2 separate regions of the Ovis aries genome follow, and region 2 is linked to region 1. A link is a contact called in public Hi-C data. All regions are on one chromosome and are shown on one strand. The core of a region is the stretch at or near the end of the contact, and the rest is flanking DNA. Distances in the headings are between cores, read along the strand shown.

Region 1 (5,629 bases), core at 1,015-3,514:
GGGAGCACAGGTTCGATCCCTGGCCAAGGAACTAAGATCCCTCATGCCACGAGGAGGCCAAAAAAAAAAAAAAAATTATTTTCAACAAATAGTGCTGGAATAATCAGACACCCTCATATCAAATAAATAAATAAATAACCTCAACCCATACTTCATGTTGTAGACAGGAATCAACTCGGAATGGGACACCCAAAAATATACCACTTGTAGAAGAAAACATAAGGGAAAAAAATCTTAGTTATCTTGATTAAGTAAAGATTTCTTAGAACACACACAAAAAAACCCAAAACCACAAACCTTTCTCAACCAACCAAGTAGTATTTCCCAAGTGCCTATGGCAGAGGAGTTATAGGCACTAAGAGAAGTGTTGACCTTTTGAATGAGCAAAGTTGATTGCTTTTGCTTTTCAAGTAACTCAGGATCCACAGTAACCTCATCTAAAGAGCCATCAAAGGAACTGTATGTTGAACTAAACTGACGGCCACCACAAAATCCTTTTTCTCTTGAACTCTATGAAGTCTCCTTTCTCTGTGCCTCTAAGTAAATAGCTACTTGTAAATAGAGTACATGTAGCAACAATATACACTCATATATATTTTTCCACATCTGTTGTCTTATTTAAGAGCAAGGGGTTTTGGAGTCAGAACTGAGTTCCATTTGTGACTGTCCGAGTAAGTAAATGTGACCTTGGGTAAATCTCTTTAGCCTCTCTGGGTCTTAGTTTTCTCCTTAAAATGAGATACATAATAGAAATTACCACTGGGCCACTGAAAGGATTGAAGGGGCGAATATTCACAGATTTCTTAGCACTAGGAGTACATAATCCATCAATGGTAGATTTCATTATTATTCTTTAATAATGGCCCCTACCTTTGTTAAGTCTACCAGGCAGTTACAGTCATCTCTGTTGAATAGATAAGATTAAGTTGTTGATCCGGGGCTCAACAGGGGCGGCTCCGGGGCTTCTGGAGCAGGTCCCAGGACCCCCACCACGCCCCATCACCCCCAGTCAACCTTGTAGACTTTTACAGAATGGGCCGCGCTGTCCAGCACAAGAAGAGAACTCTCCTTAGTGAAGGTCAGCGCCACGGGATGCGAAAGACCGTGGGTGACGATGGGCTTCAGCACTGGAAACTCCTCGGGTTTGCCTAGACAGAGGACAGCCGGACTGGAAGTATCGGCAACCACCACGTTGCCCTGATGATCGAAGGCCACGGCGGAGGCGGTGATCTTGGAAGGGAAAAAGAGGCTTAGCCCAAAGGAGTCCACCTGGCCGATGAGCTGCATGCTCGCGCTGAACACCTTCACGGTAGTGCTGCTGCAGGTGCCGGGCCCCAGCGGGTGCTCGACGACCGCGATGGCCCCGGTGAGCCAGGACACCGCCACCCCCCGCGGGCGACGCAGGTGAGCCTGCAACCTTTCGGTCCTCCGGAGGACCCCTTCGGGAAAGTCGACTTCCAGGAGGTGCAGGGACCCCGCCTCCGCGTCCGTGACCAAGACCCCATTCTGCGGGGTGGTCTCCACACCCCACGGCAAGCAGAAGTGGCCTCCCAAGACGAGTTTGATCTGGCCGAAAAAGTCAAATACTTTGAGGGAGCGGTCGCCGGCGTCGGTGACGACCACGTGGCAGTCGCTGGTGACCGTGACGTCAACCGGGTACCGAAGGTCCTGGGCGGCGTCCCCCTTCTCTCCAAACTGATGCGCGCAGCCTCCCCCGGAGTCGAAGACCTTGACTCGCCTCTTACCGTCGTGCACCACCACGACCCGCCCCGTCTTGGGACACAGAGCCAGCCCGGTGGGGTTGACCAGGGTCCCCCAGCCGCCGAAGGCGTGCTGGCAGGTGAGGACCCCCGCGGCGGCGGGCGCGGCGCGCGGGGCGGCCGGGCCCGGCCGCAGCGCGGAGCCCAGGAGCTCCAGGAAGTGGAGCACCGGCAGGCAGTCGCTGGTGTCGCAGCCCCGGCAGGCCCGCCGGCAGAAGGGGCACTCGAGGGCCAGCGTCCGCGGGTGCGCCAGGGCGGCCACGCAGGCCAGGCAGACCACGTGGCCGCAGGACAGGTTGCGTGGGCGCCGCTGCTGGCGGTGGCCGAACCGCTCGAAGCACACCTTGCACTCAAGCAGGCTGGTCTCCGCCTCGCGCAGCAGCTCCCGCAGCGCCGGCCCGCTCCCAGCGGCCTCGGCCCCCATCGCGCGGCCCCCGCCCCGCACGCCCGGCCGCGCCGTCTGCCTGCAGAGCAGGACGCCGCGCCGGCGCGGCCTGGGGTCACGGCCACGGGGCGGGGCCGCTGGGCCTGACGTCCACTTTGTCCGGCCGCTCGGCCGAGACCTGCCGCCCCCTTGTGGGCGCGCGCGGCACTGTATCCGGAGAGGCGGACAGTGGATTTTAACAAGTTCTAATCCACAGAGTAGACTGCGTGCTGCAGTCCATGGGGTCGCAAAGAGTCGGACACAACTGACCGACTGAACTCAACTGAACTGATCCACAGAATACTCATTGGAAGGACTGATGCTGAAGCTGAAACTCCAATACTTTGGCCACCTGATGCGAAGAACCGACTCATTGGAAAAGATCCTGATGCTGGGAAAGATGGAAGGCGGGAAGAAAGGGGGACAACAGAGGATGAGATGGTTGGATGGCATCACTGACTCAATGGACATGAGTTTGAGTAGGCTCTGGGAGTTGGTGATGGACAGGGAAGCCTGGCGTGCTGCAGTCCATGGGGTTGCAAAGAGTCGGACACGACTGAGCAACTGAACTGAAACTGATCCACAGCCTAGACAGCGTTATTAAAAAGCAGAGACATTCCTTTGCCAACAAAGGTCCATATAGTCAAAGCTATGGCTTTTCCAGTAGTGATGTATGGATAGATGTGAGAGTTGGGCTATAAAGAAGGCTGAGCACCAAAGAATTGATGTTTTTGAACTGTGGTGTTGGAGAAGACTCTTGAGAGTCCCTTGGACTGCAAGGAGATCCAACCAGCCCATCCTAAAGGAAATCAGTCCTGAATATTCGTTGGAAGGACTGATGCTGAAGCTCCAATACTTTGGCCACCTAATGTGAAGAGATGACTCATTGGAAAAGACCCTGATGCTAGGAAAGATGAAGGCGGGAGGAGAAGGGGACGACAGAGGATGAGACGGTTGGATGGCATCACCGACTCAATGGACATGAGTTTGAGTAGGCTCTGGGAGTTGGTGATGGACGGGGAGCCTGGCGTGCAGCAGTCCATGGGGTTGCAGAGAGTTGAACGGGACTGAGTGACTGAACAACAATCCACAGCACATGGTCAGATCTGTAATCTTCACACCAATCATGGATGGAGCATCTTCCCTTTACACTTGAGGACACCTATTGAGGACAAGCAGGCTGCCCCCTGGAACCCAGCAAAGTGCCCTCTGATTTCCTGTCAGCAGCACTGGGTGCTAGGGGCTCGGGCTGGCCAGGTGTGAAACCTAGTCTCAGAGCTCATGACGCTTATGAACTATCGGGAAAACACAGATGCACGAGGGAAATTAAAACCCAAGTGGATGAAGCAGGTGCGCACATTTTCTTTTGGACCTTCTATCATTCTCATAGTAAGTAGTTGTTGTTGTTTAGTCACTAAGTCATGTCCGACTCTTTTGCAATCCCATCGACTGTAGCCTGCCAGGCTCCTGTCCGTGGGTTTACTTAGGCAAGAATATTGGATGGGCTGCCATTTCCTTCTCCCAGGGATCTTCCCAATCCAGGGATCAAACTTGTGACTCTTGCACTGGCAGGTGGATTCTTTACTACTGGCCACCAAGGAAACCCTCTCGTAGTAAAGTAGATGCTCAATGAACACTTGCAAAATGAATTTATGTAAGACATCACTTTGCCAACAAAGGTCCTAATAGTCAAAGCTATGGTTTTTCTAGTAGTCATGTATGATGTGAGAGTTGGACCATAACGAAGGCTGAGTGTTGAAGAACTGATGCTTTCAAACTGTGGTGCTGGAGAAGAGTCTTTAGAGTCCCTTGGACAGTAAGGAGCTCAAACCAGTCAATCCTAAAGGAAATCAGTCCTGAATATTCATTGGAAGGACTGATGCTGGAGCTCCAATACTTTGGCCACCTGATGCAAAGAGCCGACTCAATGGAAAAGACCCTGACACTGGGAAAGATTGAAGACAGGAGGAGAAGGGGGCAACAGAGGATGAGATGGTTGGATGGCATCACCAACTTAATGGACATGAATTTGAGCAAACGCAGGGAGATAGTAGTGAAGGACAGGGAAGCTTGGCATGCAGCAGTCCACAGGGGTCGCAAAGAGTTGGACATGACTGAGCGACTGAACAATCACAACAATGTGACTGTCATAGGACAATACATGAAATACACAGGTGAATTTGTGTCAGAGGCAAGGACCAAGGCTGGAAATGTGTTCCAGAGAAATGAATATGAAATTAGAAAGCTGATAGTTAATAATCAACTTACTGCATGCCCACCCTCTTGTAAGTGGTTTGCATAGGTTATCTTATTTAAACCACACGACAGTCTGACAGGATGTGTTATTTTCATTACCCTGTTTCTGCCATAGAGTTTGCAGAGGTTAAGTTTCTTGCCCAGGGTCACGGGGCTAGGAAGCGACCAGGCTGGGTGGGCTTTGAAGCCAGACAGTTTTCAGAGCCCACGTTCTTAACTATCCCAGTCATTTTCAATTTTGGTTGCACATGGCAAATACCTGGGTCTCATCCTCCAATGATTAATCTGTCCAGGGTGTGGTCTGGCAGCTGGGATGTTTTATTTTTATTTGGTTGCACTGGGTCTTACTTCTGGCATGTGGGATCTAGTTTCCCCACCAGGGATCGAGCCCAGTTCCCCTGCATTGGGAGTGTGGAGTCTCAGCCACTGGTCCACCAGGGAAGTCCTTGGGCAGCTGGGATTTTTTTAAAGTTCCCTTCGAGCTTATCACGTACAGCCAAGTTTGAGAACCAGTGATACAAAAGTCCCTCAAATGACATCAAGTTAAATTCTTTCAACTTCAATCAATATGGAAAACATAGAGAATATACAATATGTTAAAAAAAAATCTTCAAACAGGAGGTAACATAGTCTGTCAGGAATTACTGTGGAACTACAAGCAATCACTTTCAGGAATTCTCCCCTCAATGTCTGCATGAACATTGTCTTTGGTAAAATCACTTATCAGATCATTTCTCCTCATTTAGAGATAATTACCATGATCATTCACCCTCTTATTTGCTAGACTTCTGAGAAAACAGGAAATCTTTATCCCATTAAATCCCCTGGAGGAAGATTTAATGTAAGATAAGAAAGAACATTTTCCTACCATTACAAGAGTCAAAGATTATCTGTGTATTGGGACATAGTAATCAACTCAATATTATAATTTCAGACTATAATACATTTTCATTCCAAATAGAAATTGCTTTCTGCAGTAATCCTTAAGAAAAAACACTCAGGAAACCTAAATTTCCACCTAAAAGTGGAATGTTTTTAGAATTAATGTTATCTAATAGAAATATAATAAGAGCCATGTATATAATATTAAAATTTCCAGTAGGCACATTTTAAAAAGGAAAAGAAGCTAGTGAAATGAGCTTAATTGGATATGCATATTTTATTTAATCCAAAATATCCAAAATGCTAT
Region 2 (5,629 bases), core at 2,109-4,608, 650 kb before region 1:
GTTCACAGCGGGGTGTCACTCTACGACCTTTTGTTTCAGACACATAGAAACAGAGACCTTTTGGTTCAGACACATAGAGTAGTTGTTCACACAGCGGTTGCATCTCTGTGTCCAGTAGCAGTTGATGTCTCTGTCACTGTCTCTGGACTCTTTCTTTCGTCTAGAAGGCTCATAAGCCTGTGGCATCCAGTCCAACTACTAGCTATTACATTTAATTTTGAAAAGCATTTTTTCTTAAATATGATCTAAAGGAATAGACAAGATTGTAAAAAAAAAAATCTTTGAAGCTTCTATTCATATGGTTTCACAAAATGTACAAATTTCACCCTCCAATTCAAGGAACCTAAACCTGCAGTTATAGGTAATGCATTACGACGTGATCTTTGTAAGAATTCCAACCATGCTTTCGTGTTACATCAAAGTACTTTCAAGTGAAAATATTAGTCGCTCAGTTGTGCCCAACTCTTTACATCCCCATGGACAGTCGCCTGCCAGTCTCCTCTGTCCATGGAATTCTTCAGGCAAGAGTACTGGAGTGGGTTGCCATTCCCTTCTCCAGGGGATCTTCCTGACCCAGGTATTGAACCTGGGTCTACTGAATTGCAGGCAGGTTCTTTACCGTCTGAGCCACCAAGGAAGTCCATTTTCAAGAGAAAGTAAAACATTTATACTTTCATTTTCAAGTGAAAGTATATATAATTATTTTAGGTTGAAACAAAATATTTAGGGTATATATGCACTGTTTAAGACTCCCTAACTATTTTTACTAACTAATAATCTCCACACATGATTCATCTATTGTATTTTTAAGAAATTTTCTGACATAATCCTTAATCTATTGACCCTAAAATATGTTTCATATTTTAAATTTAAAATGAGGGTTTTTTTTTCCTCATGTGCCATTCAAAATTATAAAAATATATTTTTAAACCGCTTAAGGAGTTAGCAATTTTTTAAAAGTTGAAATATGCTATCATACATTTAACCAATGCCTGTTTGTTAGAGGTTTTGGTTATTTTCAATTTGTCAGTAAGTTATTGCAAACAATTTTACAGTCAACACCAAAATGCCAGCTTAATAGTCTTAAATTTCATCTCATAAATTCTATAAAATGAACATTTTCATTTTTACCAATGCAGGAAAGTTCAATTTCCAGAGGAATATTATGGCAATGAGCAATTGCTGATTAGTCCAGAATACTTGGAACCATTTATTTTGTTTAATTCTCCAAGAAAGGACCATTTATCCCTCTGTCCTTCTAGACATGTTGAAATCTGTACAACTTGAATGAGGGAAATCCACACAGAAAAAACAAACAAACAAACAAGCAATTACCAGCTGCAGCTGATGTAGAGAAATTCACTTGGACCTTAGTCCTTGACTTCAGGTGCTAGGGGCCTGCCAATTAGGTGCTAGAAAGAGGAACTTCTCTAGTGCAACCCTGTCTACAACAAAGCAACATCTAATTTATTCATGCTCTGGTCTTGAGGCAATTTATTGTCAATGTCAAATCATTCTATTAGATAGTCTTTTTTAATTGAACTTATTATTTTGCAATTGTAAGAAACAATACAGCGAAATACAATGTGCCCTTTATCTACTTTCCCAGGGGTAACATCCTACAAAACTGTGCTATAATACAATACCACAACCAGGATATTAACATCAATTCAATCAAGATCCAGGCTATTTCCATCACTACAAGGATGGGGCTTCCCTGGTGGTCCAATGGTTAAGACTTCGTCTTCCAACTCAGGAAGTATGGGATCCCTAGCCAGGGAGCTAAGAAGATCCCACACACCTCAGGGCAAAGAAACCAAAACATAACACAGAAGCAATACTGTAACAAATTCCATAAAGACTTTAAAAGTGGTCTACATTTTAAAAAATCTTTTAAAAAATAATAAATAAGATTATTTTATAGTTTTAAATTTGTGCGTTGAAAATCACATAACATGCACCATCTTAACATGTTTTAGTGCACAATTTGGTAATAAGTATATTCATATTGTTGTACAACGGGCTTCACTCTTGTCTTAACTGAAGTATAGTTCACTTACAGTACTATGTTATTTTCAGGTATCCAAAATAGTGATTCACTGTTTTTATAGATTCTACTCCATTTAAAGTTACTACAAAATAATGGCTGTATTTCCCTGTGCTACAATATATGCCTGTTGCTTATCTATTTCACATAGAGTTGTTTGTATCTCTTAATCCCATACCCCTTTCTTGCCCCTCCCTCATTCCTTCTCCCCATTGGTAACCACTAGGCCTGTTTTCCTTATCCGTGAGTCTGTTTAAAATATCTTTACTGTTGTTTCTTCTTACTCCAGTCTTTGAATATTAAGCATCTGCTCTTTGCCGGGCCCTGTCCTAAATACAGTGGTAGGCTAGGCATGTCACTAGCAATATGTAAGATGGGGGACCTGATTATGAAAATTTAACCTCTTGGGGAGGGGAAAGCACATGTACACATGAGACTTTCAAAACTGGATAGTATAAGTCCCAATTTCTAAAGTGGATATTTTCCAAAAGACAGATCATAGACTAATTAAACAATCCTTCTCATTTCCACTTCTTTTTTTCCCTCATCCCCTTGTCTCTATTTTTTCCTTAGACATTTAAGAAACAAAGCTTGGTGAAATTGCAAAGTGACTATCTAATTACTCTCAGTACACTAAGAACTTTTTTATTTTCTGTGAAATTTTCTTAATCACAAGGACTTTCTTTAAAAGGTTCATCCTTCTGTAGTGATTTGCTTTGGTCTGTGTCCAGCAGATGGCACCAAAGGATAGTTAATAGAAGTCAATATGCACCTCCACTGTAGACTAACAATCTATTGGAGTTTATAGCATTTTTCAGCCCTTCTACTTGATTGTATAATAATCAAAACTTTGGATGGTCTGTCTCATGAATATTTTAGCTTCTGGGTCACTATTACATTCTCCAACACATCTCTTAATTCTTGATGATTTCAATGTCCTTGTGGAAGATCCTTCCTACATCCTTCACTTCTTCATTTGGTTCCTTGACTTTCTTATGCCCCGGATCTTTTCCACTAGAGAGCTCAGAACATTTACTTTGTACTGGTCCTCTTTTCTAGCTACACACTTTTGACCTGAAACAAACAGACTACCAGACTCTCCAGCAAAAATGGGTTAAGTTGGGATCAACAGAGAATTTAAATTTGGGGTGTGCAACCATGGCAGGCCACATGCAAGCCCCCACACCACCCTGCCCCGGAGCAATGGAAGACTTTTATAAGAGGAAAAGAAAGTCGGCAGGGTTGTAGTAAACAAAGAGTCCATAGCTTTTGGCTGAGTCCTTGCCAGGAAAGGAGTCTTTTTCTTCCTGCTCGGTCAAGCATGTCCCAGGGTGAGAGAGCTCCTCCTCCAGGTTTCCCAACTCTACTTAATTGTTGTTTCTGCTTATTATTATTACTTTACAATACTCACCTTAATAGCATTCACTCTGTCTGATGGCTTTAAATACCAGCTACATGCAGAGGATCGCCAAATTTATATCTTCCTTAAGTCTAGGCTTCATTTGGCTGTGCCATCAGCATCTCAACACGTTCCAAATAGAGCTCTCTCCCTCTCAAAGCCATTCCCTTCTCCACTCCTCCCCAAACAAAACCTGACAGCATCCATGACTTCTCTCTTTCTCTCACGTTTTCTACCTGGTCCTTTAGCAGATCCTGTCAGCTCTTCTTTCAAACTATATCCAGAGTCTGATCACTTTTCACCACCTACACTAAATCCCTGTCGGAGCCAAAGCCATCTCTCACCTGAATTGTTGTCATAGCCCTCTAATTCATCTCCCTGCTTCTGCCCCCTCTCCCTTCAGTCGACTCTGAAGACAGCAGCCAGATTGACAATTCTAAAATAGGAGAGATCTTATTATCACTTTGCTACTCAACATTACAAAGTCCTCATCTCATAACCAAGTAAAAGCCAAAATAGAGGTCTACAAGGCCATGTAAGAACAGACTCCAGCCCCCACCTCACCATCCTGTTCTCTTGGATCTTCCCTTCATTCCCTCCAATCATGCTAGTCCCTCTACGTTCATCCCACCGCAGAATCTTTGTACATTTTGCTCCCTCTGCCTGGAAGGCTCCTCCCCGAGACAGCTGATTGGTCACTCTTCCCCCCGCTCCAGGTGGGACAGCCAATGAGCTTTTCCCTGGATGAAACTACAGTTTAGCCACTCCCATAATTCTCTAGCCCGCACCGAGCTTTATTCTGGGGCGGTTTATGCACACACGTGCACTCATGTATGTGCACATACACACACACACACACACATTTTATTACTCCTCTCTCCCTAGCTACAGTGTAAGACCCATATGGGAGAAGACTTGTGTCTGTTTTGTCACTGCTGAATCTTTAGGGCCAACACGGGTGCCTTGCAAGCAATTGGAAGGCAATAAAACTTGTTGAATGAGTGAATGAATGATTGATTACTTGTTAAAAACTTGTTGAATGAGTGAGTGACTGATTACTCTACATTGAATTAGTGGTTGAATCCCAGAATATTTCTCAGCTGGCCAGTCTCACCTAACCCTCGTGACATAGAGTACTTTGCCCTTTTGAAGTATGTACAAGCAGGGGCAGATCTCCAAGCCCTTGGTCAAGGTCTTTATTGAAACAGATTGAAACTCAGAAGAAATGAACTCATGTTCTGTGAATCATTCACCGACAAATACTCTTCCAACTATCCCCTTTCCTTGATCCAGCTTTTATCTGAAGATATGACTCCTAATGGCATAAATCCTACAAGGCTGAACACGATGACATGTATTGTAAAATACCAGCCAGTGAGAGAAGAACATCTTCACTTAGAATCATCTATAAATTTGGAATTTTTTCAGCCTAGCCAATATTTTCAGAGAAGGCAATGGCACTCCTCTCCAATACTCTTGCCTGGAAAATCCCATGGATGGAGGAGCCTGAAAGGCTGCAGTCCATGGGGTCGCTGAGGTCGGACACGACTGAGCGACTTCATTTTCACTTTTCACTTTCATGCTTTGGAGAAGGAAATGGCAACCCACTCCAGTGTTCTTGCCTGGAGAATCCCAGGGGCGGGGGAGCCTGGTGGGGTTGCACAGAGTCAGACACGACTGAAGCGACTTAGCAGCAGTAGCAGCAGCAGCCAATATTTTAGAGCCCTGAAAATGGATGACTGTAATTTGTTTTTGTGAACAGGCTAAGTTTCTCCAGTGGCCGTGTATTTGTCTTTAAGCCCTAAAATATTTGCACTAATATGAATTAAAAGGAAAGATTTTGGGCTTCTATCCTCTAAATTACATGTCCTATATTTCAAATGTGGTGGGTATTATTAAACCATTTCTCTTGTCAGATGAAAATTTTTTATTTGCTGTATATTTGCTTAGAGGAGAGAGAATTCACACCCAAACTCGTTTGCATCAGATTTTAAACGCTAAAGTCTTTTTGGGAGGTTTGGGTAAGGAATGGAAAATGTGACATTAATCCTTCTGTAGACAGTATAGTATTCTAAGGATGTTCATTATGGAAATTTGTGTATTTCCCACAATGTCCAGCCTTAAACAGTTTCCAGAGCTAGGTAACTGATAGCTCAACTGCCATCTAAAGAATGAATCTGCTT

The links. Hi-C and Micro-C count contacts between places; a contact is called where the count stands out from the background.
Region 2: a contact with region 1 is called in a Hi-C map of liver, with 14 times the contacts expected there. The contact joins the enhancer-like site here to the promoter of NHLRC1 in region 1. A contact is called at or near these places in 7 of 16 Hi-C or Micro-C datasets (hypothalamus, liver, muscle and 3 more).

The regions. Positions count from the first base shown.
Region 1 is chr20:38,720,716-38,726,344 of ARS-UI_Ramb_v3.0, reverse strand. It overlaps NHLRC1 (NHL repeat containing E3 ubiquitin protein ligase 1), which reads right to left and starts at 2,264. Exons shown (of 1, transcript XM_027958731.3): 1 at 1-2,264. The coding sequence starts at 2,184. The coding sequence ends at 1,000.
Region 2 is chr20:39,369,765-39,375,393 of ARS-UI_Ramb_v3.0, reverse strand. The region is part of intron 3 of LOC105603846 (a long non-coding RNA gene); the gene reads right to left. Among named protein-coding and RNA genes, the nearest start is that of STMND1, 35 kb to the left of the region's middle. Within about 2 kb of position 3,358, at least 3 of the 54 cell types and tissues checked have an H3K27ac peak or open chromatin away from gene starts, as enhancers often do. A contact at or near this core is called in liver, where this site is marked.